Linked DNA regions of Pan troglodytes: region 1 is linked to region 2. Evidence: chromatin contacts called from public HiChIP or PLAC-seq data. All regions are on one chromosome and are shown on one strand. The core of a region is the stretch at or near the end of the contact, and the rest is flanking DNA. Distances in the headings are between cores, read along the strand shown.

Region 1 (7,123 bases), core at 4,192-6,691, 230 kb after region 2:
ATCATTCCAAATAGTAGTTCTCAGCTCTGGGACTTCAAACCTGTTTTTAGCCACTGAGTGACATTGCAAAGCCTTAGTTGAGTACAGGTCAAGATGGAAATTATTTAAACAATGAAGGAGATGGACATGTCCACAAATGATTGATGTAACTGGCATGATAAAGACACACACAAAGGAAGGGCATCCAACTCAGCCTAGGGGTGGAGGTTTTCAAGCAAAGCTTCTTAGAGGGGGTGATCCCTGAGGTGGTTTGTTGAAAGTCTTTGTAGCTTAGAGAGGATGTCTTAGGGAGAAGGGATAGCATGTGCAAAGGCACAGAGGTATAGAAAGATCATGACATTCAGTGGTTGCAAGAGGTTCCAAATGACTAAGCGCATGGAGAGCAAAGGCAGGGTTGGGGGATACAGAAGGAGAAATGAGAAACAGATCACAGAATCCTAAGGAGCTTTTGTTTAAATTAGGTGAGAGAACTTGAAGGATTTTAAACACCAGAAAAATAATAGTTTAGAAAGATTTCTCTGACAACATGGATACGTGAAGGGTGCAGTATTTTTTTTTTTTTTTTTTTTTTTTTTTTTTGAGACGGAGTCTCTCCCTGTCGCCCAGGCTGGATGGAGTGCAGTGGCGCCATCTCGGCTCACTGCAAGCTCCCCCTCCCAGGTTCATGCCATTCTCCTGGCTCTGCCTCCCAAGTAGCTGGCCCTACGGTATTTTAATAAAGCAGGGAGGCTGGTTAAGAGGCTTTTTCAGAAATGGAGCCAGATCTGATAAATCCGTATTCAAAGGCATTGTTAAAGGACTGTTTAGATTGTTTACTGCTGTGCAACAAACCACCCTAAAAGTTAGTGGCTTAAAGCAGCAATCATTTAATGTCTCAAGTTGCTATAGATCGAGATGGGCAGGGCACAGCAGAGATAGCTCATCTCATATGATGTCTGGAGGCCTGGCTTCCTCATATGCTTTGTGCCTATGCTAGTATGGTTCAAGCAGCTGAGGGCTGGCTGGACGAGTTCCACTAGGTTATGTCTGGAACTTAAAGCTCTCAGCTGTGTTCCTTAGTTTTCTTCCATGAAGTCTTGGGTCTTTCTTCATGTGGTCTTCTCACATGGCAGCTTAGGGTTCCCAAGAGCACAAAAGTAGATGCTGCTAGGCTTTCTTGAGGCCTAAGCCCAGAACTGGCACAATGTCAATTCTGTTGTATTTTGTTGAATTACAGTGGCTCATATAAAAGCATGAACATCAAAAGTGTAGTTTATTCAGGGCCACCAATGTAATAGAGGGCCTAAAGGAGGAATAATTAACACCTGATTGATAAGGGGAATGACAGAAATGGAGGGGTCAAGGATGACCCCCAGTTATCTGGTTTGGGTGACTGAGGTGGTTGATGGTGTCAGTTCATTGAGATTTAAGATATATTTGGGGGCTGGGCATGGTGGCTCATGCCCGTAATACCAGCACTTTGGGAGGCTGTGGAGGGTGGATCACTTCAGCCCAGAAGTTTGAGACCAGCCTGGGCAACATGGTGAAAACCTGTTTCTATGAAAAAATACAAAAATCAACTGGCGTGGTGGTGTGTGCTTGTAGTCCCAGCTACTCAAGAGACTGAGGCAGGAGGATAGATTAAGCCTGGGAGGTTGAGGCTGCAATGAACTGTGATCCTGCCACTGTGGTCCAGCCTGGGCAACATAATGAGACCCTGTTTGTTTGTTTTTTTAAAGTGCTCCTCTAAGTGTGCTCCACAGACTGATTCCTGTGTACAAACTATCATGGTCTGCAACAGGAGAAATATCAAGTCTTCTAACCTTCTCCCTACTACCCAAACAGTAGGTGTCTGGGTGGACCCAACTCAGTGTGACTCTGGACTCCTGGACCTTTATTTGGTTTCCTTCCCCAGGTATTCTACGTGTTCCTGAGGAATGTTGACAAGTCCCATAACTCTGTTCTGGTGGTTGTTTGCCACTTCCGCCAGTTATTTCACTCCAGTTAATGAATCTACCCTTGCTCCCAAATCACCTCTAGCCATCAAATAATGATATGCTACAGTGCTTTCCTACTTCCATAACATGCCAAGCATACCCAACCTCGGCTACTATATTTATAAAGCCTATTAGAAGACTTGGGATATAATGATAACAATAGCTAAGCTAAACAGGCACTGTTCTAAGCTATTTAATCTGTGATAATTATCTCCATTTTACACAAAAGGAAATTGAGGCACAGAGAGATTATATAACTGGAAGCTGACCAGTTAACAAAAAGCCAATTCACTGAAAGCCAAATTATACCAAGGGGAAGAGAGAGGAGGACACAGGGTCATAGAGAGGAGAGGGTCACAAAGACTTTGAGGGAGGAGGAAGGGTTAACTAAGAGAAGCCAAGACCAAGGGACTTGAGAGTAGAGGACAGAAGATGAGCCAGGAGAAAGTCACACAACGTGTTTAATCACAGAAACATGGATTCCCAAGGTCTCACTATCTCCATAGGCCCTGTAACCTATCTAATACAAATTACGATAAAATGTATAAATAGATGGGCACAGTGGCTTCTGCCTGTAATTCCAGCACCTTGGGAGGCCAAGGTGGGCAGATCACATGAATTCAGGAGTTCAAGACCAGCCTGAGAAACATGGCAAAATCCCGTCTCCACCAAAAATACAAAAAATTAGCTGGTGTGGTGGCGCATGCCTGTATTTCCAGCTACTCAGGAGACAGGTCGGAGGATCGCTTGAAGTCAGGAGGCAGAGGTTGCAGTGAGTGGAGATCACACCACTGCACTCCTGCCTGGGTGACAGAGTAAGACCCTGTCTCAATTAAAAAATATATATATAGGTGTGGTGGCTCATGCCTGTAATCCCAGCACTTTGGGTGACTGAGGTGGGCAGATTGCTTGAGGTCAGAAGTTCGAGACCAGCTTGGCCAACATGGTTAAACCCTGTCTCTACTAAAAATACAAAAATTAGCCAGCTGTGGTGGTGCATGCCTGTAGTCCCAGCTATTTGGGAGGCTGAGGCAGGAGAATTGCTTGAACCCGGGAGGCGGAGGTTGCAGTGAGTTGAGATCATGCCACTGCACTCCAGCCTGAGCGACAGAGTGAAACTCTGTCTCAACAACAACAACAACAACAAAAAAGTATAAACAGCTAAAAGAGACAGTTTTTGGTAAACCAGCACATTGATCACGCTCTGAATGGCCTTCAATGAACTGATTTAAAGAGCCTGTGAAACCCACCCAAGACTACAAAGCTAGTACGTAAAATGGTTGAAATTCAAACTCATATAGTCTGGGTCTAGAAGCTGAGTGTTTAGCCTCTAGGTGTAGAGGTGTCATCAAAGGAGGGGGAAGTAGGAAAGAAGGAAGGGTCAAAAGATGCAATGGAGAAAGGACACATTTCCAAGGGTCCCATCATAGGGTCTCTTCCTGGCTGCCTCTAGCCTCAGTTCCACAAGGTGGCAGGGCCTGCCTCCTTCTCCCCATCCAAATGCCTCTGGCTACATTCAAAGCCCAGCAGGGAGCAGTCATTGGTTTCCCCATCACACACAGTCTCAGGCTTGCCTACCAGAGGACATAATAAATATCTCCAGGTATGTAATTTTGCCCACAATAAAAACAACCTTTTTCAATATTGTGCAGGCATCTTAGTTTTTTATTGTGAATCTTCTCATTCCAGAATGCGATTTGGGATCTGCCTAGGAAAGTACATTTCCTGAAAGAAGACCAAATTTTCCTACAAAGAAGAGAAAACTCTTGGGAGATTTAAAATAACAATTTGTCCAGCCTGAACTCCCCTTTTCATGTTGGACCTGAGGAATACTGTAAACCAGGGTCAGCAAACTTTTTCTGTAAAGAATTAGATAATACATGTTTTAGGTTTTGTGGGCCCATTCAACCTGTCATGACTACTCAACTCTGCCACATAACTCTGCTATTGTATTGTGACAGAGTAAATATGTATGGGTATGCCCATGGATTCCAATGAAGCTTTATGGACACTGAAATATTAATTTCACAGGATTTTCATGTGTCAGGAAATTTTTGATTTCTTTCAACCACTTAAAAATGTAAAAACTATTCTTAGCTCTCAGGCCATACAAAAAACAACTGGCAGGCTGGGTTTGACTCCTCACAGCTTGCCAACCCCTGGTGGAAATCAACCCACTTAGAGGAAATCTGAAGGGTAGAAACAACTAAAAAATTGAAAATTCCTGTTAATGTTAGCAATGTCAAAAATCCAGGAGACCCCAGCTACTCAGGAGACCAAGGCAGGAAGATTGCTTGAGCCCAGGAGTTCCAGGCCAGCCTGGGCAACATAGAAGACCCCATCTCTAAAAAAAACAAAACAGAAAAAGAAAAATCCAGGAGCTTGTTTTGTTTTTGTTTTGTTTTGTTTTGTTTTTGTTTTGAGACAGAGTCTCGCTCTGTTGCCCAGGCTGGAGTGCAGCGGCGTGATCTCGGCTCACTGAAACCTCTGCCTCCCGGGTTCAAGCAATTATCCTGCCTCAGCCTCCTGAGTAGCTGGGATTACGGGCATGCACACCACGCCCGGCTAATTTTTGTATTTTCAGTAGAGACAGGGTTTCACCATGTTGGCCAGGCTGGTCTCCAACTCCTGACCTCAGGTGATCCGCCCACCTCGGCCTCCCAAAGTGCTGGGATTACAGGCGTGAGCCACCGCGCCCTGCCGAGGAGCTTAAGCGATCAGTTAGTCAAAGGGAGAAAAGAGGGTATCAGTAGATGACAGAAAAATTTTTTAGAGAACAAATTTTTAGACATCCGTCAACTTAGAGAAAGTAGAAAACTGTCTATAATAAACTGAAATATTTGGGACTGATCTTGATGTCTGCCAAGGTTTTGGCAGACATCAAGATCAGTCCCAAATATTTCAGTTTATTATAAACAAAGACTAATAAGTCGTCTCTACTATTGGAGGAAAAAAAAAAAAAAGACCGAAATGCAAAAATTCCTGAAAATGAGTAAATAGGGCAAAGATAAAATACTATAAATGTCTCTGTCAGTTCACAAGACCTTATCCTGGGCAGTCAACGTCCAGTTAGAAATAACGTCTGAAAATTCAGTAAGAGAAAAGGAAGTCTTCTTCTGTAATACTCAGTAAATAATGTTTAAAATTAACATAGCAATAATATTATCTGGGAATATGATAGTAAATAGCCCCTCCAAAAAACTGAAAAAGTTGAAAGCAGTTTTCCTGGAGACAGGAAGTGGTGAGGCAGATAAATTATGTTTTTCATTATTGGTATATAACACTTTAAACTGTGTACATGTGTGACTTTAATAGAAGTGTTTAAAGATTAAATTTAAGAAAATAAAAAGTGTGAGCAAAAACTCCATTTCTATGGCAACCCGCGCGGCAGCCGCCTCTTTGTTCTGGAGCGGCGGCCACGCCCCCTCCAGTGTGAAAGGCTGCGTTTCCGGCCCGTGGGGCTCCAATCAAAATGGGACGCCTGCCGGCGGTAACGACAGGCCGGGGCCGCCCCCCGAAGTAGGGCGTGTGGCGTCACTTCCGGCTTCCTTCAGTCCGCTGGTCCCGAGCACGAGCTGTGAGGGGATTCACTTGTGTGCGGAACTCCTCGGAACCATGGTGAGCCTGACTCCCCTGCCTCTTGCCCTACCCCTGCTCCGCCGTGCTCTTGCCACCCCACTGCTTCCTCTGTCCTGCTAGGGTCGTAGGCTCCGTTTCTGTCTCCCCGGCCCGCCGCACATGGTGCGAGCCATGCGGGGCGTGCGGCCTGCGCCAGGCCAGCCGGTGGAGCTCACCACGAAGGGGAGGGGTGGACCGCAAAGCCAGCGTCTCCTTGTGCCTAGGTCTTTGCATAGTCCTGGCAGCCCAGGTCCGCGCCTCACCCCGAGCGAAGAAATTTCTAGTGTGGGACCCGCTCCGCCCTCCTTCTAGGGGCGGAGCCTGGAGCGACGGGGTCTGAGCCATCAGAGGGTGGAGGGGCCGCAGCCTTCCGAGGGTGGAAGATGGAGGCCGCGTTCCCTCGCCCGCCCGGCAGGTGTCACCTTGATGGCCTGCAACCCCTCCCTGCCTCATTCTTAGTTCAAGATCGTCTTTAGTCTCGCTGTACGTAACTGTCAATCTCGCTGGTGTATAATTTATACTCCTGGGGGCCTTGTAAATCCGAAAAGCCATGTCGCTCTCCTACAAGTCCCTCTCTCCCACTTAAATGCCTTCTCCGATGATGGAAGCTTCATTTGATTGAAAACATTGTTGTAAATGAGTTTTCTCTTAGATGTCCACTTGTAAGACTAGTGGAAGGCACCTCAGTGTATGTGTTAGAGTATTGGTACTTAAACGGAATACCTCTTGGTTTTCCTTTTCAGGCGTCCCTTTCCCTTGCACCTGTTAACATCTTTAAGGCAGGAGCTGATGAAGAGAGAGCAGAGACAGCTCGTCTGGTAAGCCTTGTTCTAACCATTGTTTTAAAGATAAAACTGGAGGCCAGGCGCGGTGGCTTACTCCTGTAATCCCAATACTTTGGGAGGCCGAGGTAGGCGGATGAACTGAGGTCAGGAGTTCGAGACCAGCCTGGCCAACATGGTGAAACCCCGTTTCTACTAGAAATACAAAAATTAGCCGGGCGTGGTGACGGGCACCTGTAATCCCAGCTACTCGGGAGGCTGAGGCAGGAGGATCGCTTGAACCCAGGAGGCGGAGGTTGCAGTGAGCTGAGATCGCGCCATTGCACTCCAGCCTGGGCGACAGAGCGACACTCTGCCTCAAAAAAACAAAAAAGTAAATAAAGATAAAACTGTACTTGAAGACTGTAAAGTTGATTCTGATAATCTCCTTGGTTTTTACTCCAGACTTCTTTTATTGGTGCCATCGCCATTGGAGACTTGGTAAAGAGCACCTTGGGACCCAAAGGCATGGTAAGAAAAATAGAAAAGTTTTATATTTTAATATTGTTTTAGAGCACTTGGTGGAAATATAATAACAGGCGTATTAAAATGCTTTTTAATCTTTAAAACGTTTAATTATAAAAGACAAGTATGTTCTCCTTAGTAAAAATCAGAGTCCCCAGAATCACCATCCCCAATCCCATGCCCCTCCCCAATGACAAGTACTGTTATCATTTGCACGTACATCTTCTAATATTCTGTTTATGT
Region 2 (7,073 bases), core at 3,560-6,059:
AGAAATAACCCAGACTTAATCTTGAATGATACGATTATGCCCAATATTAAGTAAAAAATATAAGAAAAGTTTATCTTAAATAGATCTTAGGCAAAATACCAGCTGATGAAGGCATCTGATGCCTTCATCTGTTCAGTCATCTCCAAAAACAGTAAAAATAACCACTTTTTGTTGGGCAATATGAAATTTTTAAAGGAGTAGAATACCAAATGATAGAAACAGACTGCCTGAATTGAGAATTTTGATTTCTTAAAGTGTGTTTCTTTCTAAATTGCTGTTCCTTAATTTGATTAATTTAATTCATGTATTATGATTAAATCTGAGGCAGATGAGCTTACAAGTATTGAAATAATTACTAATTAATCACAAATGTGAAGTTATGCATGATGTAAAAAATACAAACATTCTAATTAAAGGCTTTGCAACACATGCCTTGTCTGTTTTTATTTAGACTCCTATAGTGTCTCTGAAGAAAAGAATACAGATATTTGAAAAAATATGATTTGGTGCTCTTAATATCTCTTATATCGTCACTTACCTCACTTAAATAGTCAGATATTGCTGGAGAAAAATTCACAAGCATGCTGACAGGTCTCACTTTAAATTCATAACCATAAATCTCAAATGAGCCCTCAAGTCTGCCTGACCATTTTAGTTACTTCTCTACAATCCTTCAATTTTTATGTCCCTAGTCTCCAAAATGACTGTTACTATTTTACTTTTCCTCTTCTCTCTTCAAAGCCTCAAGACACACATTCAGCCTCCTCCTCTGCCCCCTTATCCTCCACCCTCCTCTGCTCTCAGCAGATAACCTGGCCTCATATTACACTTCTAAAACAAAAGCAACTTCATACCAAGCTTTCCCCTCTACATCCCAAAGCAGCAGTCATACCTTCCCACAGGCCCATCCTTCCTTCCTTCCCTCCTATTATCAGGATGAAGAGCCTCTGCTCCTGCCAACAGCACTGACTCCACATGCAGTTTCCCTCCCATCCCTCTCACTACTCCAAGTTAGGCTGTTTCCTGCATCCCTAGTTTGTCCCTTTTAGCTGGATCACCTCCATCATTCTACAGTCTGCCCTAGTAACCTTCCATCTTACAACAAATACTCCACTGACCCTACATAATCCTCCAACTGCAACTCCATTCTCTGCTCCCTTTACAGCAAGACTTCTGGGGAAGTATGTCTGTACTTACCAACTCCATGACCTCACCTCCCAGTGTCTTTTCAACCCTCTCTAATCTGGCTTCTATCCTCACCCAGCTGAAACTGCTCCTCCAGGATTTCTCCCATGATTCCTCAGTGCTAATTCCAGTGATCATCTTGTTCATCTCAGCAGCATTTGACAAAGTGAACCGCTTCATACTTTTAGCAGTTTTTTAATCCCTTGGCTTTTCCTTATTTACATCCTACCTCACTGACTGTTCTTTCTCAGTCCTTCTTGCTCACTCTTTCTCTGCTATTTAATTTCTAAATGTGAGAGTGCCTCAGGGCTCAAGTCTATAATAATTTTATATACTACATATTTTACTTATTTGTCTCTTCTCACCAAAATATAACTTCCAAAATGACAGAGGTTTTTCCACTTTTTAAAAAAACATTGAAATAAACTCAGTCTTTTAAAAAATATAAAAGTACTGTACAAAGATCTTTTATTTTTCAGAACTGTTTTGAGAGTAAATAGCCAACATGATACCCAATGGCCCTGATTATATCAGTGTGTAATTCCTATAAAGACATTCTCCTGCATAAAACCTCAAAACAATTATCCAAATTAGGAAATTAACACTGATACATTACTACCACCTAGTCATCAGATTCCACTCAATTTCATCGATTGTCCCAATAAGACCTTCATAACAAAAGCATCTAATTCAGAATCATATTGTATTTGGTTGTCATGTTTTTTAAGTCTCTTTGAATCTGGATTATTTCCTCAGTTGTTTCTTTCTGGACTTTTTATGACCTTGCCACTTTTGAAGACCACAGACTAGTTATGTTATAGAATGTTCCTAAGGTTTTTCTGGTGTTCTCTCGATTCCATTAAGTTATGCATCTTTGGTAGGAATACCACAGAAGTGATGCTCTCACTGCATCCTTTCAGGTGGCATTCAGTTTTTGCAGTTTTGATTTGCCCCATTATTGATGATGTTCACTTGGATCACTTGATTAAGGTGAGGCCTGCAAGCCATCTTCACTGTAAAGTATTTGGGGAGGAGGTGCCTTGAGACTACTGCTCATCAAATTTTCAGTTTGTTTGTTTATTTATTTAGAGTCAGGATTTCACTCTGTCGCCTAGGCTGGAGTGCAGTGGCGCGATCTCAGCTCACTGCAACCTCTGCCTCCCAGGCTCATGCAATCCTCCCGCGTCAGCCTCCTGAGTAGCTGGGACTACTGGCACGCGTCACCATGCCTGGCTAATTTTTGTATTTTTAGTAGAGATGGGGTTTTGCCATGTTGCCCAGGCTTGTCTGGAACTCCTGAGCTCAAGCAATCTGCCTGCCTTGGCCTCCCAAGTGCTGGATTACAGGTGTGAACCACCGTGCCTGGTCATGCATTTATTTATTATATCAGTATGGACCCATGGCTTCTATTTTATTCAAATCATAAGGAGTTACAGTCCATTACTATTATTTATTTTGATGTTCACACTGTCCTCGATTTGGCCAGTGAGCAAGTTGTCTTCTGTGCCATTTTGACATATTTCCATCATTCTTCAAGCACTTTCTTGTTTTCTGGCACAAGATATTCTAAGGCTCACCTTGTTCCTTCCTTGCTTCCAAAAATGGAATAGGCATTTCTCCAAGGAGCCCTGATTCCTCAAAGTGCATAATAGTATTAAAAAAACAGGATCTGGGCACTAGGGTATCACTGTTCCCAGGCCCTATCAGTGAACAGAGCTGGAAGATATATGTATTTACACTATATTTATCTGTATATCTATCTATTTATATTGAAAATCATGAATCCACACCAATATCTCCAATTCTAATCTCACACCACAGGATTCACTCTAGTTTTCTTCTTTCACATGTTTTAACTCTCTTCTCTGACAGTAAGAAACTTAGCATCCATTATACTCATTATCCTTAAAATGTATCCTTAGTACATTTACGTATTTGATGGGTTTGCCTGTATGTAACCAATTCCCCAACTCTGCTCAAGTGCTCTCCACTCAGGCTCTGACATCCCTCAGTGGGTTGCTTCCTTCCCCAACACCTGGACACCCTCCTTACCATGATACATCTCTGATTTTATAATATGCTGAACCACTGTCCTGATAGGAAGAATAGAAATTTTTCACTCATTCCACTTCTGTATTCTAAACACCTAGAAGAGTGACTGGAACATGGTACATGCTCAATCAATATCAGTTGATCGAATAAATCTCTTGCTGATTATTTAGTATGTTCCCTCCAAGCTGAACATTCTAAGCTTTTTGTTTTTGAGACGGAGTCTCGCTCTGTCACCCAGGCTGGAGTGCAGTGGCGCGATCTCGGCTCACTGCAACGTCCGCCTCCTGGGTTCAAGCGATTCTCCTGCCTCAGACTCCCGAGTAGTTGGGACTACAGGTACTCGCCACCACGCCTGGCTCATTTTTGTATTTTTAGTAGAGAGGGGGTTTCACCACGTCAGGACATCGATCTCCTGACCTCGTGATCCGCCCACCTTGGCCTCCCAAAGTGCTGGGATTACAGGCGCGAGCCACGGCGCCCAGCCTTTATTATTATTATTATTATTTTTTTTTTTAAATTAACTCTTCAAGGCCACATGATTCCAGTACAACCGCTTGCGGGGTTCCAAGCCACGTCTTGGCTATGTAAATGCAGCACATAGACTAGCCATGGGAGGGCAGCAGAGGGCCACTATATAGGTGCAACCTTAGGCTTCAAAATTCTTGGACCATTCTGACGTGATTAAACTAAAAACGAATGAGTTTATGCATATCGAGATACCCTGAGGTGTACAAAGGATGAGTCAAGGTAGGAGAGAGAGAGTTGAAGAGTGACAGCTGAGAAACAGAGATAGGACATGTCCAAGAAGTGCCAGGATAACCCAACAACACAGGCTGATTGAGGAAACTGCCAGAGATTAGACAAAGTAGACTGAAGAGGGAAAGCAATGTTTGTTGGAGATTTTGCTTTAGTTTTTGATAAATATTTCTTAGTCATATCAATTGTTTTAAATATAATTACGCCCCCAAACCAAATTTCTACTCTTATTCTGGCAACAGAATAAAAATCAATATCAATGTTTGATCATTTTCAAAGAAACTCAGTTCCTATCTTGGTTGAAATGCAGTGACATCCATATGACAATTGAGCTCTTCATGTGGCACTAATATAACTAAGCCCTGAGCACATCCCTTGCACTTCTATTTAGTGAAGTCTTTTAAAAAATATTTTCTTTAAAGTTGTTAAGTGGAATTACTAAAAATTACAATCAGCAGTATTTTCTACTCTTTTAGCTTATTTTTAAAAATATTTATCTCCATGCTTTTCAATATTACACCTATATTGCTTCTTCTTGATTTTTCCATTTTAAGATACTGACTTCCTACTATGGAAGTTAAAGATGAAGCTCTATTTCCTCCTCCTCCATCCCCATCAAGCATAGTACCCTTCTCCAAAGCCCATCCTTCCAAATGTAATTCTTTTTTTGAGGGGGAGGGGGGATCAGTACTCAGTTTTTTTGTGTGTGTTTTTTTTTTTTTTTTTTTTTTTTTTGAGACGGAGTCTCGCTCTGTCACCCAGGCTGGAGTGCAGTGGTGCGATCTCGGCTCACGGCAAGCTTCGCCTCCCGGGTTCACGCCATTCTCCTGCCTCAGCCTCCCAAGCAGCTGGGACTACAGGCGCCCGCTACCACGCTCGGCTAATTTTTTTGTATTTTTAGTACAGACGGGTTTTCACCGTGTTAGCCAGGATGGTCTCGATCTCCTGACCTCGTGATCCGCCCACCTCAGCCTCCTAAAGTGCTGGGATTACAGGTGTGAGCCACCGCGCCCGGCCAATACTCAGTATTTATGTAACAATAAATACAATTACTTTCATTTCTTGCACAAGATTTTGTTTTCCCTAGAATTAATAGCTGCATAATTCTTACAGCCGCTTAGTTTTCTGTGTACCTGTCATGAGTTAAACTCCAAACTCTCGGTCAAATCTCCTCTTGAGGATTCAACGCCAGCTGGAATTTTGTCAATTCCATCCTTCTGAAGCAGTCTCCCAAAGATTTCTGACCGAATCTAATCTGGATGCGTTGCTGTCTATGCCTATACACAGCTATTGTTTCCGGAGCTCTTTCAGTATCATCTTGGGATCTTACTATTTTCTGTGTTTGTTATTTATTGTATTTCCTGCATTTCATAATTTCCTCCTTCTTGGCTTATTCCCTCATTTTGGTGGATCAGACCTACAGGATCTTCCTGGAGGTACTGAGAAAGGTAAGATAGGTACTATTTTTTGTGTGTAGTGATTTAGCACATCTGAAACTCTATTCTATTCACACACTAGATTGGTAGTTGGATGAGTATTGAAGACTAAATCGGAAGTAATTTTCCCTCAGAATTTTGAAGAGAGTGCCGTATGGCTTCCTAGATTCTAACTGAGCAATCTGAAGCCACTCTGATTCTATAGTCTGTATAACCTGGAAGGGTGTGGGATCTCTTTTTCCTCGATGTTCAGAAAATTCACAATGATATGCCTTGACGTGGATACTTTAATATTTGTGCTGGGTGCTTAGTAGGATCTTTCAGTGTGGAAACTCATCTCCTTAACATCTGGACAACTTTCTGAAGTCATTTATTATTTCCTTCCTTTCATTTTTTTTTGGTTTGGAACTCCTGGACTGGTCCTGTGATGTGACTGCAGCCGCCAGGCGCGTGCGCAGTGTACACTGCGTGCGCATACGCGAGCCCGTTGCGCCTGCGCGCGGTGCCGCCGTCGCCCCTCTTTTCGCGGCGCTCTCCACCTGCGCGGGCCTGAATGGCCTTCAGGAGCGCAGTCGGCCTGAGGAGTTGATGGTTACCGCCGTGAGCCCAAGTAACTCGCCCTCCTTCGGCCAGAAACCCTCCGCCTGGGCCCGCGCGAGAGGAGCGCGGCCTCTGAGGGGAGCGGCGACCCCGCCAGCCCCAGTCTCTTTCCGTGGCGGCGGCGGCTTCTTCCGTGGGACAATATGTTCAAGAGAATGGCCGAATTTGGGCCTGACTCCGGCGGGAGAGTAAAGGTCAGTGCCCGGACCGCCCCTCTTCCGGGGTGGCTCTCCCGCCCCGGTTCCTCCCTGCGCGGCGCGGGGAGGGCCCACTGGGTTTCCTTTCGCGCCTTTTCTCCTCGGGTTTGAACCGTGGTTTCAGGTTGGAGAGCGAGTCAGAGCCATTGAGCGAAAAACCGGCGTTCATTGGGCCCCAACTTCCTCGCGTCACTGCCAACTCCCATCCCCGCCAAAAAACAAACAGATAAATGGTGGCTTGGGGAAACCCGGACGTGGCTGCCAAGGAAACGGGCGACTCCGAGGGCTGGGAAAGCTCAGCTTGGTGCACATTCGCTGCCAATCTAGGTTATTGGTGAAGCGGTGACGCCACCCTCCTGGTGTGAGGATAACAATAACTGTAGCAAACAGTCGCTGAGCGCTTACCCGCAGTATTTCCAAGTGCGGTAACTGAGACACCGAGGCATACGAAAGCTAAGAAAATTTGCTGGAGTTCATGGTGTTCACAAAGCCTCAAAGCAAGAGCATAACACTGTGCCTGGCACATGGGGAACATTCAGTAAATGTCAACTTCTTTTGTTTTTGATGAAATTACCATAGACCCTAGCGTAATGTTTGACATTGTAATATTTATTTCCCTCACACATCCCCTGGCACGTTCATTTTTTTTGTTTTTTGAGACGAAGTGTCTGTCTTGTTGCCCAGGCTGGAGCGCAATGGCACGATCTCGGCTCACTGCAACCTCCGCCTCTCGGGTTCAAGCGATTTTCCTGCCTCAGCCCCTCTAGTAGCTGGGATTACAGGTGCCCGCCACCACGCCCGCCTAATTTTTGTATATTTAGTAGAGACGGGGTTTCACCATGTTAAC

The links. HiChIP or PLAC-seq counts read pairs in DNA pulled down with a chosen protein or histone mark.
Region 1: an H3K4me3 HiChIP or PLAC-seq map of stem cell-derived excitatory neurons shows a contact between it and region 2, with 5 times the contacts expected there. The contact joins the promoter of CCT2 here to the promoter of YEATS4 in region 2. A contact is called at or near these places in 2 of 7 Hi-C or Micro-C datasets (both in induced pluripotent stem cells), 1 of 1 datasets of contacts at active chromatin or transcription factors (stem cell-derived excitatory neurons) and 1 of 1 other capture datasets (stem cell-derived neural stem cells).

The regions. Positions count from the first base shown.
Region 1 is chr10:76,332,597-76,339,719 of NHGRI_mPanTro3-v2.0_pri, forward strand. It overlaps CCT2 (chaperonin containing TCP1 subunit 2), which reads left to right and starts at 5,442. Exons shown (of 16, transcript NM_001246626.1): 1 at 5,442-5,594; 2 at 6,338-6,412; 3 at 6,821-6,886. The coding sequence starts at 5,592.
Region 2 is chr10:76,100,107-76,107,179 of NHGRI_mPanTro3-v2.0_pri, forward strand. YEATS4 (YEATS domain containing 4) reads left to right here and starts at 4,810. Exons shown (of 8, transcript XM_001155404.8): 1 at 4,810-5,441; 2 at 5,869-6,223. The coding sequence starts at 6,173.